Linked DNA regions of Zea mays: all the other regions are linked to region 5. Evidence: chromatin contacts called from public Hi-C data. All regions are on one chromosome and are shown on one strand. The core of a region is the stretch at or near the end of the contact, and the rest is flanking DNA. Distances in the headings are between cores, read along the strand shown.

Region 1 (2,700 bases), core at 113-2,612, 320 kb before region 5:
CCATATTCGAGGGCATTCAAGCTTTGAGGCTATCACAATGAGAGCTGGTCACTTTTGATTCTAATGCCAGACCTCGCCTTGCCTTGCTTGGCTAGAAATCGAGTAGCAACAGACGTTTGGTTTTTTTTGACAAATTTGTCTGGGTGTTCGTGCTGGCAAGGGTCCCTTACTACTGCTGGGGAGCTACATTGGCTCACCCACATCAGCAAGGTGTAACACCCTAATCTTACTATATAATTTTTCACTATTTAAAGTAACATGAATTTATGTATCCTGAATGAGTATACCATAATATTTTTATTTGTTTAATTATCAATATAGAAACAACATTAACAATCAAGCCATCGTTGGGTTTTGACATGTGAGTGGAAGAACCAAACAACAAGACAAACTAGAAACAGTGGCTCTCGATATGTCTTGTCAAGCGTGTTTTCTTCCGTTCGAGCGGGGTATTTCAACAAGACAACCCTATCACATCCGGGTTAGGGCCCATTCGTTTCTGCAGGATTACACCAAGAATTATTCCTGTTAATCAAAACTTATACAAATTAGAGAAGCAATCCGGGCCGGAACAGTTCCGACCTTCTATTCCCCGTCAACCGAACGGGCCCTTAATGGGTTGCAACCAGGGTTCACTTTCTCGTTCCGAGATCACCTGATTTCAGCATTTTTTCGTTTTCGTTACTAACCGAAAAATGAATTTTGATCTGGTTTCAAATGGAATTTGATTCAAAATATAAAAATACAAAAGTCAAATTTTGGTCAACAAAATGAAATTCTGATCATTCTAAACGAAATTGTGAACCCTGGTCGCAACAACCATATCACATTTTGGTTAATGGAACTATAGGATTGGCTCCACCTTAAGGCCATGTAACAACATATCAGGGCGTATTTGGAAGTTTATAGTTTTAGGCAATGCCATGGTTTATAGGAATACTAGAGTATTTTTTATACCATAAGGTGTCTGTTTGCATTCCTAAAAGGAAAAAGTCCATATTACTCCCTCCACCTATTGATGTTGTTAAAATAACGTCCTAAACATTTTTTTGCTTGATTAACCCCTCCAGAATAGTAAATGTAAACACCTCAAAAATGAGTTTTGAAGATTAGGCAAACTCCTTTCAAAATATAAGCAAAAGTGTTCTCTAATAAGGATTAATTAAGAAGGAGGCCCTAGTCAAATTATCCTATATTAGATGAAAATAATTGAATTAAAACAAAAGCAATAAGAAAACAGGAAAAAGAAAAAAAGAAAGGAAGCTCCTACCTGCGCTTGGGCCAGAATCTTCAGGCCTTGGCCCAGTAACCTGGCCGCCAGCCCACTTGGAGTGTGGTGCCGACATATGGGACCCACTCGTCAATCTCTTTGCCATCCCGCGTGCACCGCACTGGCCGTCACTAGCAGGTGGGGTCTGGTCGCCAAGAGTTTCTTCCCATCCGCGCGAGCGCCTGTACGCGATGACCCGCCTCGCTACATGGTGGGGCCACCTTGTCATGCTCCTTCACCACCATAGCAAACGCAACAGAACACTGAAGACGAATCATAATGAACTTAGCCAGGATATCCGAAGTTCGTTCACCAGCCCTAGATCCTCCGCCCATGGCTATATAAGCGAACCTCACCACCCCCTCTAGCCATTGCGTGCGAGAAGAACGAAACCACCGGCCACTGAGCAAACAGAGACAGGGAGGAGCCGCTGCGAAGGATGTTCCTTCGCGCTGCCGTCAGGCGTCAATCACGGGTCTTGGGCGATTCAACGAATTGCACGGAAGGTGGTCGTGCCCTCGCTGCATGATGGGAGTGGTTGAGGATCCGAGAATTACTCATCGGAGTTGAAAGGCGCCGACGAAATGCACTACACCATGGCCATCTCCGTCATTGCCTCCACCGCCATTGAGGTATCCTTCATCTTGTCCGTCTTCATCTCCGCATTCTCTAGCACCTATCTGAACACGTGATTAGGTAGAAGTGGGAGCTTAATTGCTCGTCAGTGCATGGGCGGCGTCACCACCCCGCCTTGCGTCGTGGGCAGAGGTCTGGGTAGGCTGACTCGGGGCATCTCGATGGCTATTAGATTCACGGTGGTCAGTTCTCTATTATACTCTGTCGGGTTTGGGATTCATGCCGGGTATCATCAAAAGGGCGTGCTCCGGCGAGCTACTCCGTCATGGTGGCGCGAGTGCCTCCCTGTGTTGTTGTCAAGTGGAAGGTGACGAGTGGGAGCTGGTGATCGGCTAACGGACGACTACGATCATAACAAGAGACACCCATTCGCTCTATTAAAATCTGGCCGTGAATCTCCGATCGGATGTATGCGTAAGGATTTCAGTTATTTAAAATGGACACCATCAGATTCGGATCCAAGGGCTAGCAGCAAGTACCAGTTCGCACCTCAGTTAGATTTAATCAGAGCCGTTTGAATTATATCAAGAGGTTTATATCCATGGATACCCCTTCGCGTGACATTGTTTCTAAAGAAACCCTAAAATTTATTAGAATTAACCCGTCGTCCTAAGTAGTTCAAAGACTATTACCGATATGTCCAGATCTTTATAAAAGTGACCCCGTGTCTTCTAGAAATAGTGGCCGCAGTTCATAAGTAATTAGAATTTACAAATTAAATGGAGAAATTGATTTCCAATGTAAAAATAATTTCGCAAACTTGCAAAATCCATAACAAATTCATTTTAACTCCG
Region 2 (2,705 bases), core at 5-2,504, 340 kb before region 5:
TTAGGAGAGGCTACAACTGTGAGGGTGATTTGGTTGAGTGAGTTTTGAAAGTTTAAACAAGTGGGTTATATATGAGTATAAGTAATTTAGTAATGCTTATATGGAAGAATTTAAACAACTATCATGACTAATTATGTTAGAAGATCAATATATCATTGAATTTGATATATATGTATATATAAATATATTGTATGCCATTTTTTTAATTATATGCGTGCCACAAGTGCAATTCCACTAGTATAGTAAAATTGGAATAAACTTTTTAAAATGACAAACAACCCTACTACGTTCACTGGATCCAATCAAAAGGGGATATTAAGTAACTATTCCATCAAGTACCAACTTGGTTATGAATTCTACTTATCTAGCATCAAATAGGCAGGTTGCTTGCACCATAGAGCATGGAGGCGACAGCCAGGAAGGCGTGTGGTGCGACTAAGGCTGAGCGCCTAGGTAGAGGTGTAAGGCCAGCCACCGGCGTGCATAGGGGCGGACCGATAGAGTGGCATGAGGCGGCGGCCGGGTGCCGTGATACGGCTAAGGGAGGTCTGAGGGAGCGTGGCACGGCTGACAGCGTCACAACGAAGCTACGGTCCATGGAAGTGGGCGTGGGGCGCGTATTAGCTCCACGTGGCGACGTGGTTGAGACTGGTAGGACTCGGACAGGTGGATGACAAACCATCGGGCTGAGGAGTGCGTGTCGCATGCTCCAGGCGGCGTGGTAGAGCCACGTGGCTGGCGCGCGACGAGGCTGAAGGAGTGAGGGGTGCGACGTTGGTGGCTGTCTGAGTGACCTAATTTAGCTAGACTTTGGTGGGCTTAAACTAACACATGCTACTCCAGTCCGAGCAGCCCGTCCCCAAATCCGCCACTGTTCACCAAAATATTTTTAGGGCCTCCTTTGGAATAAAGTAAAAGTGAAGGAATTTTGAAGGATTAAAACTCCATGGAAAATTTTTCTATGTGATTTTTTGAAATAAATGATTGAGTTGCTACAAATTCTATAAAATTTCTATAGAGTTAAGTATTATAGTAAAATTTTGTAGGATTTTTAACATAAGGTCCAACCTTTTAAAAAATTTCCTATAAATTTGAAGGTGACACATAATTGTATCACTAGATTTTCTCTCTCTATGTTTTACTAATTCTCTGACCTAGATCGGCACGGGCACGCGAGCATGTCACGTGCGGCTAAACCCATCGAAAAAAACTCCAGACACCAACATTCCGCCCCGAATTCGGCATCCCGTTTCCAGCAACCTAAAAGAAAAGGAAACAGAAAAAAAAAATCACAGGAGAAACCGATTTCCCCCTTTTTTCTTTATTTTCTTCGTCCTCTTCGTCTCGACTCGCCGCCCAGTCACCTCAAATCCCTTCGATCCAATCTCCAAACCCTAGGCAATCCAACATCAAAGTATTAGCTGCCCCCTTCGTCAAACCGCGGCGGCGCGGCCATGGCCCACGGCGGCGGCGCCGGGAAGGCGAAGGTGACGCCGAACCTGGCGGTGGACGGCGAGGGCACGCGCACGCTCAACCGCACTGTGCTGCAGCGCCTCGACCCGGCCGTTGAGGATATTCTCATCACCGCGGCTCACGTCACGCTGTACGACTTTGACACCGATGTCAACCAGTGGGTGCGTTATGCGTGCTCAGGCGCGCGCCTGTCTGATTCGCCTGACCCTGTGATTCGTGGTGAATAATTTGGCTGGTTGGACCTTATTGTGTGCTCGTGTTGCGTGTTTTATGTAGAGACGGAAGGACGTGGAGGGGTCGCTCTTCGTCGTCAAGAGGTTCGACTCGTCTCTTTCTCAGATGCCTAATGAGATGATCTTGCATAAAAAATGTGTCGTTTACAGTTTGTCAACGTCGTTCGTTTTAGCAATTTCTATCTACTAAATCATTAGCATATTGATTAGTTGTTTGGCATAGGAAACTAAATGCAAAATCTGATTATTGTAGTGGCAAAAGTATGTTCAATTGTGCTGTGAATTGCTTCTCTCTATTTCCTAGATGCAGAGCAGGGCTTTAAAACATTGTAGTGGCAAGGCCCCCGCGTCGTCCTCCTCTGGGCGATATGGGCGGCTCCTGTTCGATCCCGCCCAACTCCACCCACCGCCGCCGGTCTTCACCCCCGCCGTCGCTGGAGCAGCTCGCCGGAAGTCCGGCGAGCAGCGAGGAGGGCGGCGGCGGGACTGCTCTCTCACTCATTTCCCTCCCTTCTTCCACCCTCTCCACTCCTCCCTCTTCCTGGAGGTGGCCGGTGACCTGATCCGCGCTGGGAAGGCCGGATCGGCGGGCTAGCTGGCCGGATCAGGGAGGCTGGTCGCCGTCCGCCGCTCCTCCCTGCTGGCATGGGCGGGTGGCCTTGCGGCTGCTACGGCCGTGGTGGTGGTGGCGGTGCCCGCACGCTCGCGTGGCCGTGGCTGGTCAGCGGCGTCGGCGCCCACGCGCGCGGTTGGCCCGCTGCGGCGGCGGCGTGGCTTGCCTGTGCTTGTAGCGGGGTGCCTGGGTCGGGGGCGTTGGCCGTCGGCGGATCTGCAGCTATCAGCGACGCCTTCTGCAGGTGGTGGGTCGTGGGGCTAGGGGTCGGATCTTGAGCCTCTCCGGCTAGATTCATCTCTCTGCCTCTCGTTTCGGCCTATGATGTGGGCAGGGGAGGCTGGCTCCGTGCGTTGGGGCGTGTGGTGGGAGGTCCTCTAGCGAAA
Region 3 (2,708 bases), core at 122-2,621, 260 kb before region 5:
AAATAACCTATTTTTGATGGTTTAGATCTTATCTCCAATCATGGTCGTATGTCGGTCTTAAGAGGTCGAAAATAGCCTTATTTCCGATGGATACCATTGGTGTTAGCGTATTTCAAATGGCCACTAACGATCGTTGGTGATGACACCGACTAATGACTCTGACAACATCCAGTGAGCCCCACATTACATATGTCCAACAGTTGATTCATGGACATTAGAAATAGCAGTCGTCGAACATTAACATTCTATAGACGAGGACTTGGGATAAAAACGTCATGCCCCTCCATCTATAGGAAATGATAGGACCCAAAATCACCCAAAAGTAACCAACAAACCATGTATTTATGATAACGAAAATGCTACACGTACATCCTACCCGTGCATCCGACTCCCATCCGACTATATATCTGGTTAACGGTTGATCTTTACTGTTGCACCACTTGATTTTAGTGATGCACCACTTGATGACCTTGGTTGGACAAAAAGTCGTATTGTCGGGTCGTACGTGTAGCACTTCCATTCGAGTATAACCCCACTACTCTCCATTTACATGCTTGAAAATGGTGCGATGGAGAATATTGGGATTACGCTACCCAAATTTCATTCGAGTTCATTGCTTGTCATAAAGACTTGCTCTATCGATCTCTTCAAGACTGTTCAATAAAAGGAACAATTTCAGACCAACACAGCTCACATGCATCGCATGTCAAAGTATGTATGTTGGTGTGAAATGCACTGACACATAGTCGTGTCAGGCTGGTCCGGTGGCACTGTGACCCATCTGAGTATATTGTATAATTTAGCAAAAAAATATGTAGTTCTAAGGACTCAAACACACAACCTAATGTATAAGAGACTAAAACACATACATCTAGCCAATGCAGCTGTAATTTTATTGTGTTATATATTAAATTCTTATACTTAATATATGTAAACTATTATTTTTTAAAATAAAAAATGTAACCGTATCGTGCCCGTACCAACACTACGGTCGAGATGGTGGCCTAGGCACGACACTATAGCCGTGTCGTGCCAGGCACTGGCACTATACTAGCCAGGCCGGGTCGTGCCTAGACCGTGCTTTTTCGTGTCGTGCCTAGGCTGGCCCATCATGTTAGTGCCAAATGACCCTCTATAGTAACACCGTGACATGTTCATGATACAGTCAAAAATCCTTATCTTATAATAAATAATCCAAGCAACAATTAATGAATACAATATTTTTACAGAAACGTAATATTATTGTTCGGGGGTCTAAGCGTGTAGCATGTGGAGAAAACTGGCCTGTCCTTGCAACACAACAAAAGCTGGTGATATAAAGAACTCGAGCATGCAGTTGGTGGGCGGTGCACATCTCTTTAACCCATTGACTGACCTCGTCCCCAACCCAACCCTGGTGAAGCTGTGCGTAGGATCAATCAATCTCAATCTCACCTTGGGTAGAGACCGCGCGCAGCCCCAGCCCCAGCCTCATGGCCGACGGGGTGTTCTATAAATAGAGTTGCTTGTCCCCTACCTTCGGACGCACAACACAAGAGCTACTACTACAGCTCCTCATCTCAAGTGTGTAGACGAGACAGAGAGACACTGAGAGAGCGCCATGGCCAGCCTCCAAGTCACTCCTACTTCGGCGTTCACTGAGTGGAACGAGCTGAAGTTCGAAGGCCTGTACCTGTTCCACACGCCCCTGGGCTCAGGCGCCAACCAAGCTCGGGTCATAGACAACAAGGCGCCGATTGGCATCGGTGCCACCGTAGTTAACAACTGGACAGTGTATGACGGGCCAGGGCCGAACGCAAAGCTGGTTGCCCGTGCACAGGGCTTGCATATCCAAGCCGGCAACTGGGTCAACTCCTTCAGCCTAGTGTTCGTGGATCAAAGGTACCGGCCGGCCTTCTGTATTTGAGGAGCAAGGCATATATATCTCTATAATTAATTCATTATTAAATATGTTTATATGTGTGGTGCAGGTTCAGTGGGTCCACGCTTGAAGTGACCGGGATAGTAGTTGAATCCGGGGAGTGGGCTATTGTTGGGGGCACCGGTCAGTTTGCCATGGCAAACGGTGTCATCTTCAAGAAGTTCCATGAGCAGAGAAGCGAAGGGAACATCATACAACTCACCATCCATGCTTTCTGTCCGGTGCTCGGACCGAGAAAGGCAAGATATAGATAGATAGATAGACACAATAAAAACTAAATATATACATACATACATACATATGTTTCTTATAATTTTTTTGAGGGAGGATATGATATATATATATATATATATATATATATATATATATATATATATATATATATATAAAGTTACCATATTTACATGCATATATATGCAGCGCTCGGCCGCAAAAGTTGGACCGTGGGGTGGGAGCGGCGGGTCTCCGGTGGACATCACGGCAGAGCCCCAGCGTCTGAAGAGCATCACCGTTGCTACTGGCATCGCCGTGACCTCGATTGCCTTCTCCTACGTCGACTCCGCCGGCCAAACCCAATCTGCTGGTCGCTGGGGCGGTTCCGGTGGAGAAACTGAGCCGGTGGTAAGTGGACACGCACGCAAATGCATTATTAGTATATGCTCAGCTCGCGACGGACGGACTCTGAAATTCCTGCACGCCCCCGCAGATCCAGCTCGGCGACTCCGAGGTGCTCACGGAGCTGTCCGGGACGATCGGCAACGTCGACGGCCACACCGTCATAACCTCC
Region 4 (2,700 bases), core at 92-2,591, 370 kb after region 5:
TACAAAATGTTCATATAGCAAATGTGTAACCATAAATATACAGATTATCATAATCATGTGATCTATAGCAGTTAAGTTGTATTCTCTCCATTATAAATTATAAGACGTTCTGAATTTTCTATATTCATAAGTTTGACTATACACTTAGATATACATTATGAAGTAACATATCTAGAAAATCCAAAACATCTTATAATTTGAAATTTGAAACAAATGGACTATGTAGGCTTGTAGCCAGATCTGTAAGATCCACAACAATGCAGGATCAACATGATCACACATGACAAAAGAGTTTAGGCTCTTGGTTGATAACCAACATTGTTGTTGAACTTTTATAGTTCCAGTCTGGCGATTAATGAAAATACCTTTATGGGGGTGATCTTGCAATCCGATTGCAAAAGAATCCCGAGCTCCGATTCTAGTTTTTTTACTTATGTAGTACAAGCTGAAGTAATCAAGGTTGGAGCTTTGCCACTGTCATTTTTAGCACCACTAAGAAAGCATAACAAATTAGAATAATTGGTCCCGCGAAAGTGCCTCTAGCCGAGTTGGTTAGATGGTCTGGTCCTGGGTTGACTCTCCGTGTGAGCGAATTTTAGGTTGTGGTTAAAAAATCTCCTCGTTTGTCCCACGCCAAAGCACGGGTCTAAGACTCAGCCCCGATCGTGGTCGTTCTCACATGGTTTCCGTGTCGCTATGTATGGGTGGAACTCTTTTCCCGCAGGTCGAGTTTTAGAATCATTGGTCCCCCATAGGCTATACGCTATAGCACCTCCTACTTCTACTAGCAAAAGTCTTAAAAGTTTAAAAGGCGTCGATTGGTCGCATCGTATTCGTATCTCACCGTAGCCGCGGTACAAGAGGAAGTTGAATGTGTGTCGGTCACAGGCGTAGCTGAACCGTGCCGGCGCATCGCCACGGCCGTCAGGGCCGGTGCCGGCGGAGGACGACCCGGCGGGTAGCCGCTGCAGGCATTGCGCGGCGATGGCGGGGAAGTTGCCGGTGAACTCCGTGTACTCCGCCAGCACCGCGGTGCCGCGCGCCACGAAGGCGTAGATCATCCACTCCGCCTTGCCGCCACCCTCCCTTGCATCCTTCCCTCCCGGAGTCGGTGACACCATCGGATCAAGATAGGACCGCTAGCTACCGCAGGCGGATCTTGGATTCTTGGCAAGATCGTGAGGGACCGATGGAAGGTGGTGAGAGCGGACGATTTCGTGGCGCCGGGGGAGAGTATCCACTAATGCGCGAGCCCGTGAGCGTGCAGTGCCGAACGGCGCCGCCTCCGTGTCCCTCAATGCTTGGAGTAGGATTGTCCGATTGTAGGAATGCGTGTTGTTCAGCGTCCGTACGGCTTTTCTGGTGCTTTTTTGCACTATGTGATGAAGACAAATTTGAAATTATATCATTATGAAACGTAGAGTCGTCGTTTTACCATCATTTTAAAAAGCTTTTCGTTTGAATACCATTATCAAATATGTCATCTACGCTGTTGACACCTTTTTAGGGCACCGAACACTCAACACGAACTAGCGGCGGTGCTCTCTGCACAGGGGCGGACGGTCCGCGCGCAGAGGCCGGATGGTTCGCGCGCAGAGGCCGGACGGTCCGCGGCCTGGTGCGAGGCTAGGGTTCCTGCCTGACGGCCGGACGGTCCGCGCGTGCACAGGGGTGGCGGAAGATCAGCGGCGGCGCTTGGATCTCGCTCCCGGGAGGGACCCTGTCGAGGAGGAGAGATCCTATAAGTTGTCTAGGCTCGGACAGGCCGATCTAGACTCCTCTAATCGACGTAGAGTCGAAGAGAAGCGAAGAATTTGGGGGATCAGAAGGCTAAAATAGAACTAGACTAGAACTATTCCTAGGAAATAAATGCGAAATAGAAGTGTTTTTAATTCGATTGATGATTACAAATCGGCCGTATACCTCTCTATTTATAGAGGAGGGGGGCTGAACCCTTTACAAACTAATTTCCGAGCTTATCCCGAGATTCTCGCCAACAAACATAGCAAGAAACTCGGAACCCTAATCTGTTCTGCGCCTGCGCGGACCGTTCAGCCCACAGGCGCGGACTGTCCGGACCGCGGGCCGTCCGGCCCCAGGGCCGAACCGTCCGGCCTCTCATTTTGGTGCCCAACATATGCCTCCAACCTTTTGGTGGAGCTGAGCAAACCAAAAGCATTTTAACTCGATGTGATTACATCGGTTTTCTTAAGCATCTTGCCACATACTAGGATGGTACTGCTTGAGAAAACACCCATTCAATGCCTTTGGTAAATCCTTGCCTTGTAATGTTTGCAATAAATAGGTGTTACCAGACATTACATGTTTTACTTTATAAGGACCTTCCTAGCTTGGTGACCATTTTCCAAACTTCCGGTCTTTATTCCTTAGAGGCAGAATGGTCTTCCACACCAGGTCCCCTACTTGAAATGACTTTGCTTTGACCTTCTTGTTGTAGGCCCTGTCTAGTGTCTACCATGATCTTGTCCTTTTCTATTGCTCCCAAAGCTATCACCCTCTTGTCGGCCACCTCATCAATATTATCCATCATTGAATTGTAATAATCAGTGATGGTTAGATTATTTTGTCTGGCAAACCTGACAGCATTCAAACTTATTTCCACAGGCAATACTGCTTCCTGCCCATAGACAAGCTCAAAAGGAGACACTTTAGTAGCACTATGTTTAGATATTCTGTGAG
Region 5 (2,789 bases), core at 27-2,526:
TTGTGCCGACATGACCTTTGGTAGTACCTATCATCTGACAACATCCGCGTTTTGCCGAGATCGGTAGCTGTTGGTTTGCTTGGATTCATGGAGGGCTGGCACTCGGAGTAGCTTCCATGAGGTTGATGCACTCCTCCGAGCAAATGGACGTCCCTGCATGACAATATCTCACCCTCCTCTTCCAACTGAGAAGAGATTCATTTTGCACACAGCGAATAATTACTTGGTCTCAATCTTTTGCCTTATATTTAACTAGTCCCAGGTTCTGGTCTAGTCTAACTAATTAACGCACCCACTTATTAATTAGTTTAAATAATCTCGTATATATATAGTGCATATCCCAGTAGATATATGAGATATGGGTTTGATAACGAATAATTTATAATGGCGAGTTTGATGCTTCTTTGGTGTTATTGGATGGAGTGTCGTTGGTATTATCAGAACAAGGCATCTCAACGCACAGGACAGTCCGGAAAAACCGGACGGAAATCCCAAAAACTTGTGAAACCAAACACGAACTATAGACATGATAGTTTCAGACTATGAGAGCAGGCACCACCATCGACATCGAGGCATGGACAAGAAATTATTGCGAAGTGTGCACTTGTCATGAGCCCAATCGAATTGCTTGCATGATTGCATCGGTTCTTTAAAAACAGAGGTACGATGAGACTGTACAGCATTTAATTTTTAGGTTATTTAATCAATTATCCTTTCGGGATGAAACCGAACGGGAGTACAACGACACAAAAGGACGGAAATAGTTAGATACAGGACCATAACACAAACAGAAAATTTGGACTTTATGCAAGGGAAAAACCGAAGCGAACGAAACACGTGCTCGATCCATCCCAACCCAACCCAACCCAACCAACTCACGATCGAGAAGTATACGGACCTGCAAGGGTAGCGCGTCCATGTCGGCTCGGAGCGCGACGACGGGGCCATCGCTGCCGCCGGCGATGGTCGCCACGACGCCCGTCTGCGCGACGGGCCACGCGTACGGCACCCCGATCGCGTCGAGCTCGTCGCGGACGAGCTCGCTGGTGCGGTGCTCCTGGAAGGCGAGCTCGGGGCGCTCGTGGATGCGGCGCCGCAAGCCGCGCAGCCAAGCCGCGAAACCCGGCGCGCGGGCGGCGCCCAGGAGGCTGTCGCCCAGAGACGGCGGAAACGCCACCGCGGCGCGAGGCGAGTGGTGGAATAGGATGAGGAGGAGGGAAGTCGCAAGGAGAGGCCATGGCGGCGGGGCCATATCCGCGGTCGGTGAGTGCCTGAGTCGCGATGCGCCACGGCTCCGCGAGCGACGACTGAAATATGCACGGGTTCTGTTCCTATCACTATCAGTGAGATAGCCCGTCGGCCTTGAAGTAATGTGCCGTTTGGTTCATATATTTGTAACGCAATGGGTGACCGATAACGTTAAATCATGTTTGTTTTAGTCCAACCGTAATCAGATACCATACTAAAAATTGATACTAGCCTATTCAAATTTATTACCGCCATTAATCGAATGTAAACCATTATCATTACCATTTGCGTTACATTTCTTGAACCAAACAGCACCCAAGTGAGAGAGCCGGGTTTGTTTGCTCTCCAAACTTTTTTTCCTTTATTTATTTATGATACTGGAAAGATACTTTCCAGACTATCAGGCAAAAATATTTGGCGGTTCTGTGGCAAAGTTTAATTGATCCTTTCACGCTGATGCAACTCTAAAAATTATATATATATATATATATATATATATATATATATATATATATATATATATATATATATATATATTAAGTTATAAGGATAGCCTACCGTTCTGCAATCCCAGACGTCCGTTATGTCGTTTTGTAATCTCAGCCGTTCGATCCACACACACCAGTCGTCTTATCCCACGCCTCGTATCGTGTGCCCCGATCCTGCTTCCCCGGCCCGAATTCATCGCGACCCCAGAAGTTTCGATCCAGCCCCCATCCTCTGCTCGTCGCGCCGCGTGTTCTCGTTCTCCCCGTCTTCGACGCCTCGCTCCACGCCCGCCCCCGCCTGACGCCCCTCGTCGCCCCCTGTCCTCGGCGACTCCCCCTCCGCCCCCCGTCCTCGTCGGTCTCGGCGCCTACTCTCTCCATCGTGTGGGAGGGGGAAGCGGGGGAGGAAGAGGAACCAAGCAGTTAAGCCGGCTCGGCTGCTCGTCTCTCACCAAAATCCCCCCAAACCTCATCGACGACGAGGATGGAGATGGAGTCCATGCCCCACCGCTTCGCCCTTTTCGTCGAGTTGTCGCCCCACAACTCCTTGGCATCGCAACCACCGCTTCTCGTGTGGCGCCCCTTCCGGCAAGCACACATGGCTCCAGGCACCTCCCGCCTCCGCGCTTTCTACGGCCGGCGAGCACGCGACCGCGCCTCCCACTGTGCAGTCGTGGTGGCTCTAGGCGCTTCCTGCCTCCGTGTCGTCAGGGGGCGTCGCTGCAGGCTGCAGCTGATAGACTGTAGATATGCTTAAGTATCTAAAGTTTTATAGATAAAAAAATATCAATATTTACAGTATTAAATAGATACGATAAAATTAGCGATAAAATGTATTTTTTCATATTGAATTAAATCGCAATCATAAATATGAATACCATTCACCTGATGTGAACTGTTTTTATACCTCCATTCTTTGTAGGATCGGACCGAGGAAGGCGAGGTGAGAGAGGCGAAGTAGGGACGGGTAGGGTACGTAGAGGAGAAGAGCGAGGAGCATATATGCATGCAGAGCAGTGATTCCAACTTTTTTCCTCCTCCAAGCAGTCGTCG

What was found. Hi-C and Micro-C count contacts between places; a contact is called where the count stands out from the background.
Region 1: a contact with region 5 is called in a Hi-C map of bundle sheath, with 2.0 times the contacts expected there. The contact joins the enhancer-like site here to the promoter of LOC100274355 in region 5. A contact is called at or near these places in 3 of 25 Hi-C or Micro-C datasets (bundle sheath, ear and leaf).
Region 2: a contact with region 5 is called in a Hi-C map of ear, with 1.9 times the contacts expected there. The contact joins the promoter of LOC100194374 here to the promoter of LOC100274355 in region 5. A contact is called at or near these places in 3 of 25 Hi-C or Micro-C datasets (ear, leaf and tassel).
Region 3: a Hi-C map of tassel shows a contact between it and region 5, with 2.6 times the contacts expected there. The contact joins the promoter of LOC100282063 here to the promoter of LOC100274355 in region 5. A contact is called at or near these places in 2 of 25 Hi-C or Micro-C datasets (ear and tassel).
Region 4: a contact with region 5 is called in a Hi-C map of ear, with 2.4 times the contacts expected there. The contact joins the promoter of LOC100283894 here to the promoter of LOC100274355 in region 5. A contact is called at or near these places in 2 of 25 Hi-C or Micro-C datasets (ear and tassel).

What each region holds. Positions count from the first base shown.
Region 1 is chr7:27,112,378-27,115,077 of Zm-B73-REFERENCE-NAM-5.0, reverse strand. No RefSeq gene overlaps it. Among protein-coding and RNA genes, the nearest start is that of LOC100194374, 21 kb to the left of the region's middle. Within about 2 kb of position 1,362, at least 16 of the 20 cell types and tissues checked have an H3K27ac peak or open chromatin away from gene starts, as enhancers often do. A contact at or near this core is called in bundle sheath, ear and leaf, where this site is marked.
Region 2 is chr7:27,133,296-27,136,000 of Zm-B73-REFERENCE-NAM-5.0, reverse strand. It overlaps LOC100194374, which reads left to right and starts at 1,254. Exons shown (of 8, transcript NM_001139409.2): 1 at 1,254-1,634; 2 at 1,750-1,790. The coding sequence starts at 1,455.
Region 3 is chr7:27,054,284-27,056,991 of Zm-B73-REFERENCE-NAM-5.0, reverse strand. LOC100282063 (jasmonate-induced protein) reads left to right here and starts at 1,371. Exons shown (of 4, transcript NM_001154976.2): 1 at 1,371-1,881; 2 at 1,971-2,160; 3 at 2,342-2,542; 4 at 2,628-2,708. The coding sequence starts at 1,601.
Region 4 is chr7:26,425,483-26,428,182 of Zm-B73-REFERENCE-NAM-5.0, reverse strand. It overlaps LOC100283894 (vesicle-associated membrane protein 724), which reads right to left and starts at 1,341. Exons shown (of 5, transcript NM_001156792.2): 1 at 845-1,341. The coding sequence starts at 1,121.
Region 5 is chr7:26,796,929-26,799,717 of Zm-B73-REFERENCE-NAM-5.0, reverse strand. LOC100274355 (IAA-amino acid hydrolase ILR1) reads right to left here and starts at 1,276. Exons shown (of 5, transcript NM_001148715.1): 1 at 899-1,276. The coding sequence starts at 1,252.